Linked DNA regions of Sus scrofa: regions 1 and 3 are each linked to region 2. A link is a contact called in public Hi-C data. All regions are on one chromosome and are shown on one strand. The core of a region is the stretch at or near the end of the contact, and the rest is flanking DNA. Distances in the headings are between cores, read along the strand shown. Region 1 overlaps ATXN1 (ataxin-1). Region 2 overlaps ATXN1 (ataxin-1). Region 3 overlaps ATXN1 (ataxin-1).

Region 1 (4,501 bases), core at 618-3,117, 380 kb before region 2:
GTCTTTCCATCTCTAGGACACTGTACGACGTTTCCATCCTCTGGACGACAAAGGCCCTGAGACTTTCTAGGACCCCGTGTCCCCAAAGCAGGTAGGACAGGGGTCCCTGAGGCTTTCTGTGTGCAAATTACAGCAATGCTTCACACACTAGCTAGTGTATGACCCTCCCACTGTAAAGGCCAGGACCCTGAGGCTTAGCATGGAGGTGACTCCCTCAAGGTGACTTAGCATGGAGGTGACTCCCTCATAAATGGCACCTCCCCTCTGTGCTCCTTGATATCCTGCTCTCTCCTATACACGCTCCATCCTATAACTGTCCGCAGGCCCGCCTGGGCTAACACTGCAGCCTGCTCCATCCTTCGGCTGTAATGGGCCCCATGGTGACGACTTCCTTTGTCATCACGTCTAAAACCTTGACAAGGCCACTGAAGACCGCAGCCTCGTTCCTCAGTCCATTTTTTTTTTTAATTTTATTTATTTATTTTTGGCTTTTTCTAGGGCTGCTCCCATGGCATATGGGGGTTCCCAGGCTAGGGGTTCAATCGGAGCTGTAGCTGCCGGCCTACACCAAAGCCACAGCAACATGGGATCCGAGCCACGTCTACAACCTACACCACAGCTCACGGCAACGCCGGATCCTTGACCCACTGAGCAAGGCCTGGGATCAAACCCGCAACCTCATGGTTCCTAGTCGGATTCATTAACCACTGAGCCACAACAGGAACTCCCTCAGTCCATTTTTTAAAGTTTTACTCAAGTACACGTGCTTTGCAACAGGGTGATAATTTCTGCTGTACGTCAAAGTGACTCAATCATACGTGAACACACACCCATTCCCTTTCAGATTCTTCTCCCACATAGATGATCACACAACACTGAGGAGAGTTCTCTGTGCTACACGGGAGATCTGCTCGTTGCACTTTTTACGATTTTCATGCGTCTTTCTCACCAGACTGTAAGTTCCTTGCGCTGGATAGAGACCGAGTTTCATAACCCTGTGGGATTCTAGGGCTGCTCTTTTTCTTTGCTGGCTGACACTTCTTATCCTGTGTTGCTCTTCTGTCACCTTTCGAAGCTGGCTACCATAAGGCAAAGTGTTTCCGGATCGCCTTCTCCATTTTTGGATGTGATTATACAGGGTTGGATCAAAAATGGAACTCATGACAGAGGGACATAAAATACTCTATCTCTGAAAGGCATCTGGACTTAGAGATTCCATCGCAAGCACAAATTCTCCTGTGAGATTATGAACCCCAGATACTTCCCGTAGCAGGAAGTCCAAGTACGCCCTGCAAGATGTGGGCTACACCGGAAGGCCTCTAAAAATCCACATCCCATCCTCCAAAACCATGTCCAGATTGTCCGCGCATTCATCCCAAGGAAACGCTGCTGGTTGTCTTTGGATCGACGGGAAGGACCATGTATTTACCAAGCAGCAATTTTATTGAAAGCAGCCTAAATCAAGCAGAGCAAGAACAGGGAGACGAGCTAGAAAGATCAGCCAAGATAAGAGGTCTCTCGGAAAGAAATGTTTGTTTTAATTTTAGGGGTATGACTCACACTCACTGAATGGGTGGCTGAGGTCTGGCCCTCAAGAGACGAATGGTTCATTTTGAAAAGTGGAGCAAGTGGGAAAATCTACGCTCTGCCTCCATTTTTTCTTTCCCCCCCAGAATGAGGCTGCTCGGTGGAGCCCAAGATGCCCCAAGTCTTTCCCAATCACCAGCAACACGGACAATGGGAGGGCACGCTACCTGCAGCTGTTTTCAATCAAAAAGCTGAGTAATTACCGCAGCCTCTCCCGGGGCTCGCAGGCGGCCCAGCATGAAGCTGGTGGAACATTAAGGACGTTGAATGAGCTGCCAGGAATTTGGCTGCCAAATCGCTCCTCCTCGCCCTGGCTCAGCACCATGAACTCAATCAGGTATTCATTCAACAGGAACGCCACGCTCTCTCTAGAAGGATGCTGTCGCCCTCGGAAAGAGGCACACCGTCACATCCACAGCCTCGCATAGGGGACATCCGGAATGGCTGGATGCTCTTTCCTTTAACTTAGGGTCTGGGAGGAAGAGACTCCTCCCTGGAGGCAGGACTTCTGAGATAAGCCATGAACGGAGGTGATAAGCTGGTCAAAGATGGAAGCGAAAATGGGCTTTGCTTATTCTATGCCTGTGGCGATGTCCGGTGCTTTCTTCCACAGCTCTTACTGATGGGCCATCCACAGATGGTTGACCTTGATGTTGCAGAGACTGGGGTGTGGTAAGGAGCCTCCTGGCTTTCGGTGATTGGTGACTCTAGGGAAGATATCCAACTTCCTAAGCTTCGGTTTCCTCTTGAAGAAAACGGAGAGAGTAACAAGCTCTGTTTCATGGGGTTCTTAGAGAATTGCATGGGACAAGGCAGTGCCCAGCCAGCAGGCTGGAGAACCAGAGAAAGATGTCCCTAAGAGTTAACTGCTTCCAGGCATCAAAGGACCTCCCATCAAGGATGCTGAGGGCACAAGCTTGGGATCCCAGCTGCCAGACGTGGAATCCTGGCTCCTTCACCTGCCAGCTGTGCCTCAGTGTACCTGACTCTATGATGGGAATTATATCAGTAACTCGGGTCTTAAGGTTTGTTGGGAGTTCAAGCATGCACCGAACACAGCCCGCGGCCTGGCCCACTGCACAACCTGTACATACTGGCTGCTGAAGCTATGATTCTCTCTTGAGAAGGGCCCTCCTGCCCCCACTGCCTCACCCTGGGTCATATTTTCTTTCTTTTTTATTTCGTGATTTTTATATTTTTCCATGATAGCTGGTTTACCGTGTTCTGTCAATTTTCTCCTCTACAGCAAGGGGACCCAGTCACACATACATTCTTTTTTCTCACATTATCATGCTCCATCATAAGGGACTAGATACAGTTCCTAGTGCTAGACAGCAGGACATATTTTCATCTGTCTTAAAAACACACGCTTTCCTCCCTCGGCTTCTCTCCCGGGGGGTTACTTCCTGCAACCCATGTGCCAGGCAATCGCGGCAAAGATGCTGGGCAGAACCATCTCTAATTAAAAGGTTCCTTGCCTCACCTCCGCAGCTCAGAAAGTTTCCCAAGCCTGTAAAACTTCTTCTAGAAAATAATCCATACGAGGGCAATGATATATATTGCCCCCTACCGGGACGAACAGCTTGCCTGCAGAACAAATGGTCTGTCCCATCTACCTTCACACATAAAATTCAGATGTGCTTACGTTTTTGGTTTGGGGTTGTCTGTATTAACTGCTGTTTCTTCCTGCAGTATCAATAGAAGCTTTCTGGCTGATCTGAACCTGGAGCATGGTACACACTTTAGACGCAATTACTCACTACAAATGAAATCCACCCCTTTCCTATTTAACCTCTTCCGACTACCCATGCCTTAATGAGACTCTCTGCGACATGATCAACACACAAAAAATGGCCAGTGATTTTATTTGAGACACGAATAGCAAACGAGAGACCATAAATAATGCCGCTGTAACTGGAGGCACCCAATGCCTATCCTCCAAATAGGCCAATGTTTAAAGGACAAATGGAAATTCGAGAAAGTCGGTGCCCAGTTCCTTCTCTAGCACTGCAGCCTTGGCAGACAGTGAACCTCTCCAAGCCTCGGTTTCCTCATCTGTAACCTGTGAGTGATGATAATGTTCTCGAAAGGCTGCTGTGAGATGAAATAAGACGACGTGTGTGAGAAAGCACAACGTCTATTGCAGAAAATCTCAACAAGTTCTCCTGCCTGAATGTCCGTTTTGGCTCCAAGGGAATCTTCACCTAGATGCTGTGACATCCCTTTATCACTTTCTGAAACCAGCATCCAGTCTGGTTCCATACTGGTGCTGCTGTTTGGCACCAGGTCTCCAGGCCTAAGAGCCACTTAACTGCTATATTCAGCTACTCCCATAGCAGTGTCAATTCTTCTTCAAAATGTCTCAACCATGGGGTAAAAAGCCTCACACCTGTCCTTTTTTTTTTTTTTTTTTTTTGCCTCTTTAGGGCCACACTCAAGGCATTATGGAGATTCCCAGGCTAGGTGTGGAATCGCAGCTGCAGTGCCAGCCTATGACACAGCCACAGCCATGCAGGATCTGAGCTGCACCTGAGACCCATACCGCAGCTCACAGCAATGCCGGATCTCCAACCCACTGAGCGAGGCCAGGGATTGAACCCGCATCCCCATGGATACTAGTGGGGTTGGTTCCTGCTGAGCCATAATGGGAATGCCTGCCCTTTTTTCCATCCCACTGTGGAGTAAGAAATTTGACCCTGACCCACCCAAAAGGGCTAGTCTTTGCCTTTGGCTCCTGGGAGGTAATGTATGCTATACCCAGTAGGAGACTGGGGGGGGCGAGGTAGGGGGGCTCGAGTCACAGCAGGGGACCTCCCCCAAGGCTCTGAGTCCTCATCTTAAGTGAGAATAATACGAAGGCCTACCCTGCAGGGTTAAACGTGCCCACTCAATGAGATGACCGTATCCTGAGCAC
Region 2 (4,744 bases), core at 1,127-3,626:
CCCGGGTTTTGTTTTAAAACCTTTACGAGTCTAACAGAGTACAACATGAGTGATACTGTTTTCCTGCCCACGTTTAGCCATCAATTGTGAGGCCTGTAATGAGGCCATTATTTATGCAAAATGTTTAGCTAATGCTTCTGAGCTCCCTTTAAATGCAATCCTAGAAAATGTCAGCTGCTTAAAACTCAAGGTGACTCCGCACTACTGTGTCAGTAATACAATACGAGTATTCATACCACACATAGGCTTGCTTAATACACTATAAAAATGTGGACCTCTTCTCAATAAGGTACACATATTGACTGAGAGATCAGGATGGTTTGCTGCCTGTTTTTTGTTTGTTTGTTTTCACAATAAAATTCTTGAGACATTCCTGTTTTAACCCATGACTCTCTTTAAACACCGCAGGTTTAAAAAAAATTGCATGTGTATGGACCACACATGCAAGTACGCTATTTTCCCCCTAACTTAAATGTGAAGATTTTCCGCCTAAAATGGATCCTACCCCTAAGAAAGAAATTAGTAGTAAGACATCACACCCCCTTTTGACAGAGCTAACATTTGCAGACCGTAATGACGCTTACCTTGGCACATAACTCTGGAGTTATTCTATTTCCTTTTTCAAAATGCCCCCCCCAACCCACAGCCCATAAAATGCAAAGTTCCCAGTTCCGTATTTCACAAGGATATAATGTGTGTAATAACTTCCTCCCTCCCCTGCTCCCCCCCACAGGACTTTACTGACTCCTCCCACTTTTGGAGGCACAGCACTTCTGGCATTCAACTCACTTCATTTATGCCTGCAAGTCATCAGTTTACCCTACAATATAAAAACAACATATATGAATGAAACTTCACACCCAAAACCCCCCCTCAAAAAACCCACCAACATATATGCATCCGGTGTCAGTAAGAGAGGTAAACAAACACAAAATTCAGAAAAAAATAAATACAAGGCTCATTGGCTTTGCAGAGCTACAAAAGATTACAAGGGAGCTCCCGTCGTGGCTCAGTGGTAACGAACCCGACTAGTATCCATGAGGATGCAAGTTTGATCCCTGACCTCAATCAGTGGGTTAAGGATCCGGCATTGCCATGAGCTGTGGTGTAGGTTGCAGATGAGGCTTGGATCTGGCATTGCTATGGCTGTGGTGTAGGCAGGTGGCTGCAGCTCTGATTCGACCCCTAGCCTGGGAGCCTCTATATGCTGCGGGTGCAGCCCTAAAAAGACCCCCCCCCAAAAAAAAAAGGGCTACAGAGTTGGTCCAAAGACCAAGGTACAGGGATATTTACTTATTCCTAGTCATGTATGTTCGAGGCACAACCATCACCAAACAAGAACGTTACAATCACCCCATCACATGATCACAATGAGAGCTTATGTTCATAGGTCATAAACCATATACCAATTACTATTCTGCCCAGTGTACAAATATTATGTCATTCCGTCCTCATAGCAGCCCTAGAGAAAGAGCTGACATTATCTCCACCTTACACATGAAACTGAAGCATAGAAAGGTTACAGAACTGCCCGAGGTCACTGCGGCAGCTCTAGATTTTAAATCTAGAAGGGCTGGTTCCAGACCCTCAAGCTCTTACCTCAGATACCATGGAATTTATATGGAACTTCAGAACTGGGTCTCAGGGGCACAGAGGGGGCTCTTTATTTAAAGTCATCTAGTGAATCGGTTTTAAAATGAACATTTGGACAAAGCAAGTAAACACCTTTTAAAAATGAGCTGAGGCGTTCCCACCATGGTGCAGAAGGCTAAGGATCTACAGCAGTTCCTGTGGCTGCTGAGGCTAGGGTTCCACACGGGGCCTGGTGTCATGGGTTAAGGGTCCAGTGTTGCTGCAGCTGTGGTGTAGGTTGCAGCTGTGGCTTGTATTCGATCCCTGACCTGGGAACTCCTATATGCCTCAGGTGCGGGCAAAAAAAAAAAAAAAAAAAAAAAAAAAAATCGGCTGAAAATCCAGATTTGGGGATGGGAAGTTTGGTCAAAGTGGACCTTGCCTCTCACAGAGTAAGGAAATAGAGCATGACTCAGGAAGTGCCGCCCAGAGACCACCCCATGCAGCCATTCCCAAAGCCGACAACATCAGACCATTCAGGTTCATGTGGATCCAGAAGGTCTAGGGTGGAGTCCCCATTCTATTTCTTTTTTCACCACTCCCGGTGCTTCTGGGGCCCAGCCAGGCTTGGGAGCCACTGAACTAAGCTATTTCCACAGCCTGGAGCAGGACGGCTCCCGAGGCAAATAGAACCAGGGGAGGTATTTCACAATCTCCTTCAGTTGCGAAGACCAGGGTTCCCAAGCCCTTGCTGCCCCCACGTCTAACTAACTTTTCCATGCTCTCCCGACTCCACTTAGGCAGTTTCCTCGTCTTCTCTGCAACTCAGAACCATGAGTCATCAACCCTGCCTATACCCTGTGTCTGCCTGACTCTCCAGGTCAAAAAAATGCACTGTGCACGAAGAAATCAGGAAGTTGTAAAATCCGAACAGACACAGAGGAATTCAAGATCCAACAAACACTGGTTGCTACTGAACAAACAAGCCCGTCTCCCCACACACGGGCCACACTCCACCAAGAACCAAAAACGTGAAAACCTTGACTTAAGAGAGCTATTGGGGAGCAAAACATTTCTCACCGGCTTTCGGTACAAGGGACACAGCATATGGCCGGGCTCGAGCCCAACACACGACAATCAGCCACTGCAAAGTCAAACGTGGACCACTTCCTAAACCAAAGAAGTCAAAAAGAGAGATCCTTCGAATCCGAGTTTGAAAAAAACCTCGGCGATGTCTCCAATTCCCACACATACGGTCTGCAAAGATCTTCCACGGCTACAAAGGGCGCAAACGTGGCCAGTAGGACATCTTCCCACGTCAGGCTTTATCCTCGGATGGAAACTAGAGAGCAAGGCAAAACTCTCACCTGATGTGAGACACACTTCCCTGCCGCGGACGAGGAAGAGGGGACCGCCACCGCTGCCGCCACCGCCGCCGCCGCCGTCCGACGATGACAGACAAATCTGCAGCTTGAATGGGACACCCTGGCGATCTGCTGCACGATCGGCCTGCAAGGGTCCGGGGGATGCAGAAGAGGAAATCCAAAATGAAAAACAGAACACGTGGCCTTAAGAACCATTTCCACCTGAAGGCGTCCAAGCACTGACATCTAAATTTGAAGAACATCACGTTTTGCATGGTGTTCTGAGAATCACACAGCTACCAGCCAGCGCAAAAGGCAGGTCTGGTTCTATTCCATAGGGCTCGGAGGGAGGCCAACACACACAAAAAAAGGTCATTCCTTCAATCAAATTAAGAGCGTGGTCGCCCCATGTGCGCCAGCTACTGTCATGCTTTTCTGTAATGATTCTAACCAATCACCTCATAAACACATCAGAGTAATCACAGGACAATCAGGTGAAAATGGGCATGGATTGAATAGTAATTGAGCCAGAGTCTAATTTTCATGAGGCATATATTATACCATCAACATGCAACCTGAGGGAGAATCATGAAACACCACAGTTATTAGCACACCAGTCTAATGGGATAGAAAGAAAAAGAATCGAATGCAGGAAAAAAAAAAAAAATTTTAAGTATGCACAGACTCACTAGACTTTCCGCTAAACTGTCAATGATTTAATTACTGAATGTATGTCTACTTGACTTTCATTCTGCCACAACATCCTGTTCATGGTTAAGGAAAAATTACCCACTGTATGATGAATGAGTGAATCTGTGAATGGATGAATGAAAGAGAGAAAGAATCAAGCTTCCATATACCTTTCCATCAGGGAGCTTGGTGCTTGTAGTAGTTTTTGTGAGGTAAAGACCTACGCATAGAAATGGAAGAAGGTGAGGACTTGAACGGCTCACATAGGTGCCAGCCCTATCTCTTCAAAAAATATTTTAAAATACTGGTGGTTCCCAACTGTCCACATTACATGGAATCGGTAGCACTGTTATTATAAAAGACTCCCCCAACTGGTCATGGCTGGGCTGATTTTTTAGTCTTTGATTACTGGAGCTGATCTGCATATTTGTTTAGGCTGGTTTTAAATTTAGTTTGGGTTTCCTAAGCCCACGCCAGGTAACAGTAGGAAGGAGAAGGCCCAGGATTATATTGGGTGTCAGAAAGAAACTATTCTGGAGCTATGAATATGATCTCCAATGTGAATAATCTGTAAACAGGTAAGTGAGCCAATTATCCTTGGGTACATGGCAACACATCTCATGATTATTTTCATCCATACACACTCACTATTTTTAAGAGCACAGCCCAGCTGGAAAGGAAAATAATTTCGATTGCCTTCCAACACTTTTCAAAGTAATGAACAGTAGCCAAAATAGGCTTCCTTCAAGCTAACCCATTCACCAAGTATTTATTTAAGCATCTACTGCATGCCTGGGACCTAGAGGCAGAAGTAAGGTTTCTGGGCCTTGGTTTCCCCACAGGTAATCAGTAAGCGTTAAGGAAGAAGAAAGCTGTTCTGGACTGTAACATCCTTGAAGTCCTTAGCAGACACTATCCCTCCGTTAAGAAGTTTGTTGAGTTACAAATATAAATAGGGGTCACGTTAAATAGAAGCGCACAGAATTCCGTTTACTCTCACACAGTACATGTTTTAAGGGGTGGGGTGATCCTGGTGTTATCTAGTAACGTCGTTTTCAAATAAGGCATCAAAATACTTGATCATCATTTGTGAACAAGGTGCGGGGACCAGGGATTTG
Region 3 (4,760 bases), core at 2,239-4,738, 300 kb before region 2:
TTTCCCAAGTAGATTATCACAGAATACTGGGTAGCATTCTCTGTGCTACATAGCAGGTCCCCTTTGGCTAATCGTTCCATATACCTCGGCGTGCATATGCCAATCCCAAATCCCCAGTCTATCCCTTCTACCCTCCCCTTTAGTGACCTTAATTTTGGATTTGAAGTAAATTAAAAAAAAAAAAAAAAAAAAAAAAAACGAGTGGCAGCAATAGTAAGAGGTCATGCCAACTTGCCAAGCACATCAGAAATGGAGTCCACACAACGAGCCACATCTTTATGTCAAGACCCGGTTGTGTATCTTCTCCTCCCAAGAAAGCCTCCTCAGGTGGGGACATGGGACCTAGATCAACACATGGCAACAGGGGCTGGGGCGAGGGTGCCTTTCTTCACCGAGAGAGGTTTCTTTGATCTGTATCATCTCTGCGTTCTCCATTTTTTTAACCTTGGCCACTGAGGTCTTATTTTAGTTTTTTCCTCTTTTCCTAAGGCAGAGGGAAACTAGCAATGTGAAAGGTTTATTGCTGAAAAATACTTTATTTTCAGGAAGGTGCTTACAAAATTACATCCTTCGCACCCTGACACTGTGTCTAGAACACCGTGCTGTCGACGGTCACCGCTGTCCTGTGCCTTGGAGCGCCAGGATTTATTACCTCCTCGTTGCAAGCGGGTCCCTTAAACACATCCCCACTTTTCACCTTCTTCGAGCCCCTGGTACCCACCACTCTGTTGTCTGCAGATCTTAGCTGTTCTCACCACAAGGAAGAAATGACGACCATGGGATGTGATGAAGGTGTTCGCTAACGCTGCGGGGCAATCATACTGAAATGTATCAACATAGCAAATCCACATGTGGGAGTTAAACGTACACACCGTCGCGTGCCAATGACACAGCCATAAAAGGAGAGTGTTGTCACGTGACAACTGATCTGATTCAGGTAACGAATTTTGGAGCAGGAACTCTAAAATTCACCTTTTTTAGGGCCACACCCTCTGAACCCACAAACGCTTGGGAAAAGGGGTCCCACCTCCCTTCACGGTGTCAAGCTGTTCCCCACCAGGCACGTGCATTCCTCACTCAAGTATCAGTTTTAAATGCCGTTTTGTACAGCCGTCTTTTAACTGTGTTTTGACCCCCGCAACTCACTACCCAGACATGCTACCACGCTGCAACGGAAAGTCTGGTTACAGGTCATGGAAAAGCATCATTCGCAGCCTTTGGATTCTGCAAATTTCCCATATGCCTTCTTAACCACCCTTCAGATTTTCTTCTTTTCCTTCATAACATCAGATTTGGGCTTTTTTGTTTTCTTGCATTTTTTTTCCCATAAAACCCTTCCATTGCAATCTGGGTCCCTAAGGCTTCTGCTTGGACACTTATCTTATAAAGACCAGTGAGTTTATGATTAGATTTACTTTTCGGTTCTCAAGAGCGCGCTCCCTACTTCTGGTACTTGCTTTTTCCAAGTTTAGGAACAAGAAGTCATTTGGGAGAAGGCCTCTCCCCATGCCCATCCCACGCTCCCCTCACTCAACCACAGACAGGGCTCCGATGGCTGAGAAGGGGGTCCACTTCCTATGCCTCGTTTGCCAGTGTCCTGGAACGAGGAGAAAGTGGCACCGCATTGGCAGGATGACAGAGGAGTGAGACTTCGGGAGCGAGCCTCAAGATGCGCACAGACCGGTATTAACCGCGGTCTGCGGCAAGCATATGCGAGAGGACGGGCTGGAGCAGATCAGGAGGGAAGACTCAGTGGCATGTTTGCCCACAATACTGCGACAGTGGCGTAGCTTGGAGAGCGTGGGGGCCAGGCATCCATCCGCTACTTCACTCCGGGAGGGGGATCATGTGCGTGGGGAGAAGCTGCAAACCTCGTAGGGACAGAAGGCAACACTGCTTGCACGTTATGAGTCATGAGCCGTTTGGGGGGAGGAAGTTGATTCTGTCATTCATTCTGACAGGGCTCCTTAACAGGCAAGGAGAGGGCTGAGGGCGGGAGGGGGGGCGGCGACACAGAGAGGACAGAAGGGCGAAACCAGCCAGGCAAATGAGAATGAGAGATTGCAATGTGGGACCTTATGGAGGAGCTGCTGGTAAGCTACGCTGGCCAAAGGAAAATGTTGATTGGACCGGTTTTCGGAGGGAAGCCGACAGCCCTTCTGCAAGCAGATGGATGACAAATCTTTGGGAGGAGGCTGTGTTGTTCATGTGTGAAACAGGCTTAGCCAAAGAGTAAAAGCGCCAAGCCATGTATGTAAGCAGGAGCCACCTGGCCTGCATGTGGTGCTGGGGCGTGTGTGTGTGTGTGTGTGTGTGTGTGTGTGTGTGTGTGAAGGATGGAGAGATATTGGCGGCAGAACCTTCAGCAGAAAACTCGAGGACCACCACACCAAGCGAGTCTCCATTTGTACATCTTTTGTGCATCTCTCTTTCCCTCTCTCTCTCTCTCTCCTTTTGGCTCTCTTGCTTCCCTCTCCCTCCACCCAGGACCCTCCTGCTGCTTTAACCCTTCTCCAACTTCTACCTGTATCTTGTTTCATGGAATCATAAAACGAAGAAACTGGAAGTGAAAACGCAAATACAAGGCAGGATTGAGATAAAGGGACCCATGTGCCAGCCAAGGACAAAGTGAGAGGAAGCCTTTCTCTCCCTATGAAGCCTGTCTTCATGAACAGGATTTCCTGGGGAGGAAGAGTGGGAGGGGTCTTTGCACAAGTGTGTAATCTGGGTCCAGAGGCACCCCCACACACACACCCCGCCCATGGCCTGCCAGGAGGCTCATGGCTCTCTCCTGGGCAGGTGTCATATGCATCCCTCGCCAGGAAATCATCTTGCTCTTTTTAGGTTCAAAGTAAACAAAGTTTCTCAACTTTGGTGCTACTGACACTTTGTACTGAATAATTCTCTGCTGTGGGGGGTGTTCTGCGCATCCCTGGTCACTGCTTACTCGATTCTGGTAGCGCTTCACCAGTTGTGACAACCAGATGTGGCCACTTGTCTCCTGGGGGAGGCGGGCTGAAATCAGAACCCGATAAAGTTTATATAGACTTGGCTGGTTCCGAGGGGAGATATGCTCTTGTTCTTTATAGGAAGGTTAAACACACACACAAACTCATACCTCCCCTCCCCCTGACAAACACACAATATTATTACAAAGACGCTAAGGAAACGAGGCTCGCACTCTGATTTTTTTCCTCCGGATTTGCTGTACATGCTTCCTGAGAAGAACACCAAGGGCTCCATTTTCCGAGGGCCCTCAACTGCCTCCAGTGTTTAGAGCACTGAGCCCTAGGAACTGGGACAGACACGACAAGCAGGCAGGAGAAACTCCTGTGCTTTCATTTAGCTTCTGCAAAATAATGCTGCATACATACACATGCCTTCTAATCGGGCTCTGCTGAGTGTTTGCACCCAAAAGAGAAAGCAGACACATAAAGACGACTGGACATGTTTTCCACAGGGCTCTGAGGCTGTTTTGAAATACTCTGATTCCTCACAGTGGCTGCAGGGATGGGGCTGTGGGAGGCGAGGTTTGCTGTACTCTGAATTATTTAGCTGACTCAAGTGAACAGATTCTTATATGGCTAAACGGACTTGATGTTCATGGATTGAGTCTTTTCTACATGTAAAGTGCAGTGGCCAGAGCTAAATGCATGACCAAGATGTGGTCTCTTTGCTCTGGGAGACGGGACGACTACCCCTAGCACTGAAGTGCTTACACCCTGTGCTCTAAGAGCTGTAAGTTCCTTCAACTCCCAGGATGTCTTTGTGAGGGAGCTATTAGTAAGTCAGGTTTGCAAATGAGGACACTAGACAGAGAAGTTAGATATTCACCCCAATAACAGCGCTATCAGATGCCCTAGGAGGGGGGACTGAAGCTGGGTAGCCTCTTACCAGCGCCCGCATGTCTAACAGGCATCCCGGACTGCCTTTTCTGCTACAGTGTAGCAAACTCCACTATCAGCAGGCTAAGTATTATAAATAGCAAAGAAATACAAATAACAAAGAGATCTGGGAGCCCAAAAAAGGGACAGACTGGCCCGCTTCGCATTTGCAAGGGTTTGTAGAGGAGACAGGGGTGTGAGCTGGGTCCTAGGGTGGGGGGTGGGGAGGATTCTGACGGGCTGGGTCAGAATGTGGGGGGGCCTCGGAAGCAAATGCACCGGGGATGTTGGAATTACAATGGGAGTGAGGATTGGTGGGAACATGGGCTACTGATGGGGAGCCAAGGAAGGAAGGAAGGGCTGGGGAGGCTGATGGGAGCACTTTGGCCACCTGTCACTGTGATTGTCCCTTCCTTGCTCTGCGCTGAGAGCTTAGGGATTTCTTCTTCTCTCTCTCTTTCTCTCCCTCCCTTCCTTTCTTTTGGCAGCCCCCATGGCATATGGAAGTTCCTGGGCCAGGGAAGTTCCTGCGACCTATGCCACAGCTGCAGCTACACCAGATCCCCAACCCACTGTGCCACAGCGGGAACTCCGAGCTTAGGGGTTTCTAAGAAAGGAGGGGGCACGTTCTGAGCTGTCTCTCTTCCTAAGAAACCCTAGAGTCTGTCCCACCACTTCTTCCCCATCAAGAGACATCCCCCAGCTCTTTCAAACTCCTTCTTTATTGACTGGGGACTCCCCAAATTTCTCACCGGCACCACCTCCTCATGTTTTAAAGTACATGTGCCTGAAAGGCTTGTCACTCAGGCAAAAATCACAATGAGTCTCAGAATAAGTAAAGCAACCAAATGTGCCTGGAATGACATTATTTTCATG

The links. Hi-C and Micro-C count contacts between places; a contact is called where the count stands out from the background.
Region 1: a Hi-C map of mesenchymal stem cells shows a contact between it and region 2, with 3 times the contacts expected there. The contact joins two enhancer-like sites. A contact is called at or near these places in 4 of 5 promoter capture datasets (fetal liver, fetal skeletal muscle and liver), 16 of 47 Hi-C or Micro-C datasets (brain, embryonic fibroblasts, epiblast stem cells and 10 more) and 2 of 2 datasets of contacts at active chromatin or transcription factors (alveolar macrophages and skeletal muscle).
Region 3: a Hi-C map of embryonic fibroblasts shows a contact between it and region 2, with 1.7 times the contacts expected there. The contact joins two enhancer-like sites. A contact is called at or near these places in 1 of 5 promoter capture datasets (fetal liver), 1 of 47 Hi-C or Micro-C datasets (embryonic fibroblasts) and 2 of 2 datasets of contacts at active chromatin or transcription factors (alveolar macrophages and skeletal muscle).

Annotation. Positions count from the first base shown.
Region 1 is chr7:12,333,379-12,337,879 of Sscrofa11.1, forward strand. The region is part of intron 6 of ATXN1 (ataxin-1); the gene reads right to left. Among named protein-coding and RNA genes, the nearest start is that of GMPR, 81 kb to the left of the region's middle. Within about 2 kb of position 1,868, at least 12 of the 83 cell types and tissues checked have an H3K27ac peak or open chromatin away from gene starts, as enhancers often do. A contact at or near this core is called in embryonic fibroblasts, retroperitoneal adipose tissue, skeletal muscle and 1 more, where this site is marked.
Region 2 is chr7:12,710,790-12,715,533 of Sscrofa11.1, forward strand. ATXN1 (ataxin-1) reads right to left here. Exons shown (of 8, transcript XM_021099774.1): 2 at 2,940-3,081. Among named protein-coding and RNA genes, the nearest start is that of ATXN1, 18 kb to the right of the region's middle. Within about 2 kb of position 2,377, at least 28 of the 83 cell types and tissues checked have an H3K27ac peak or open chromatin away from gene starts, as enhancers often do. A contact at or near this core is called in embryonic fibroblasts, retroperitoneal adipose tissue, skeletal muscle and 1 more, where this site is marked.
Region 3 is chr7:12,409,678-12,414,437 of Sscrofa11.1, forward strand. All of the region lies in intron 6 of ATXN1 (ataxin-1), which reads right to left. Among named protein-coding and RNA genes, the nearest start is that of GMPR, 160 kb to the left of the region's middle. Within about 2 kb of position 3,489, at least 9 of the 83 cell types and tissues checked have an H3K27ac peak or open chromatin away from gene starts, as enhancers often do. A contact at or near this core is called in embryonic fibroblasts, where this site is marked.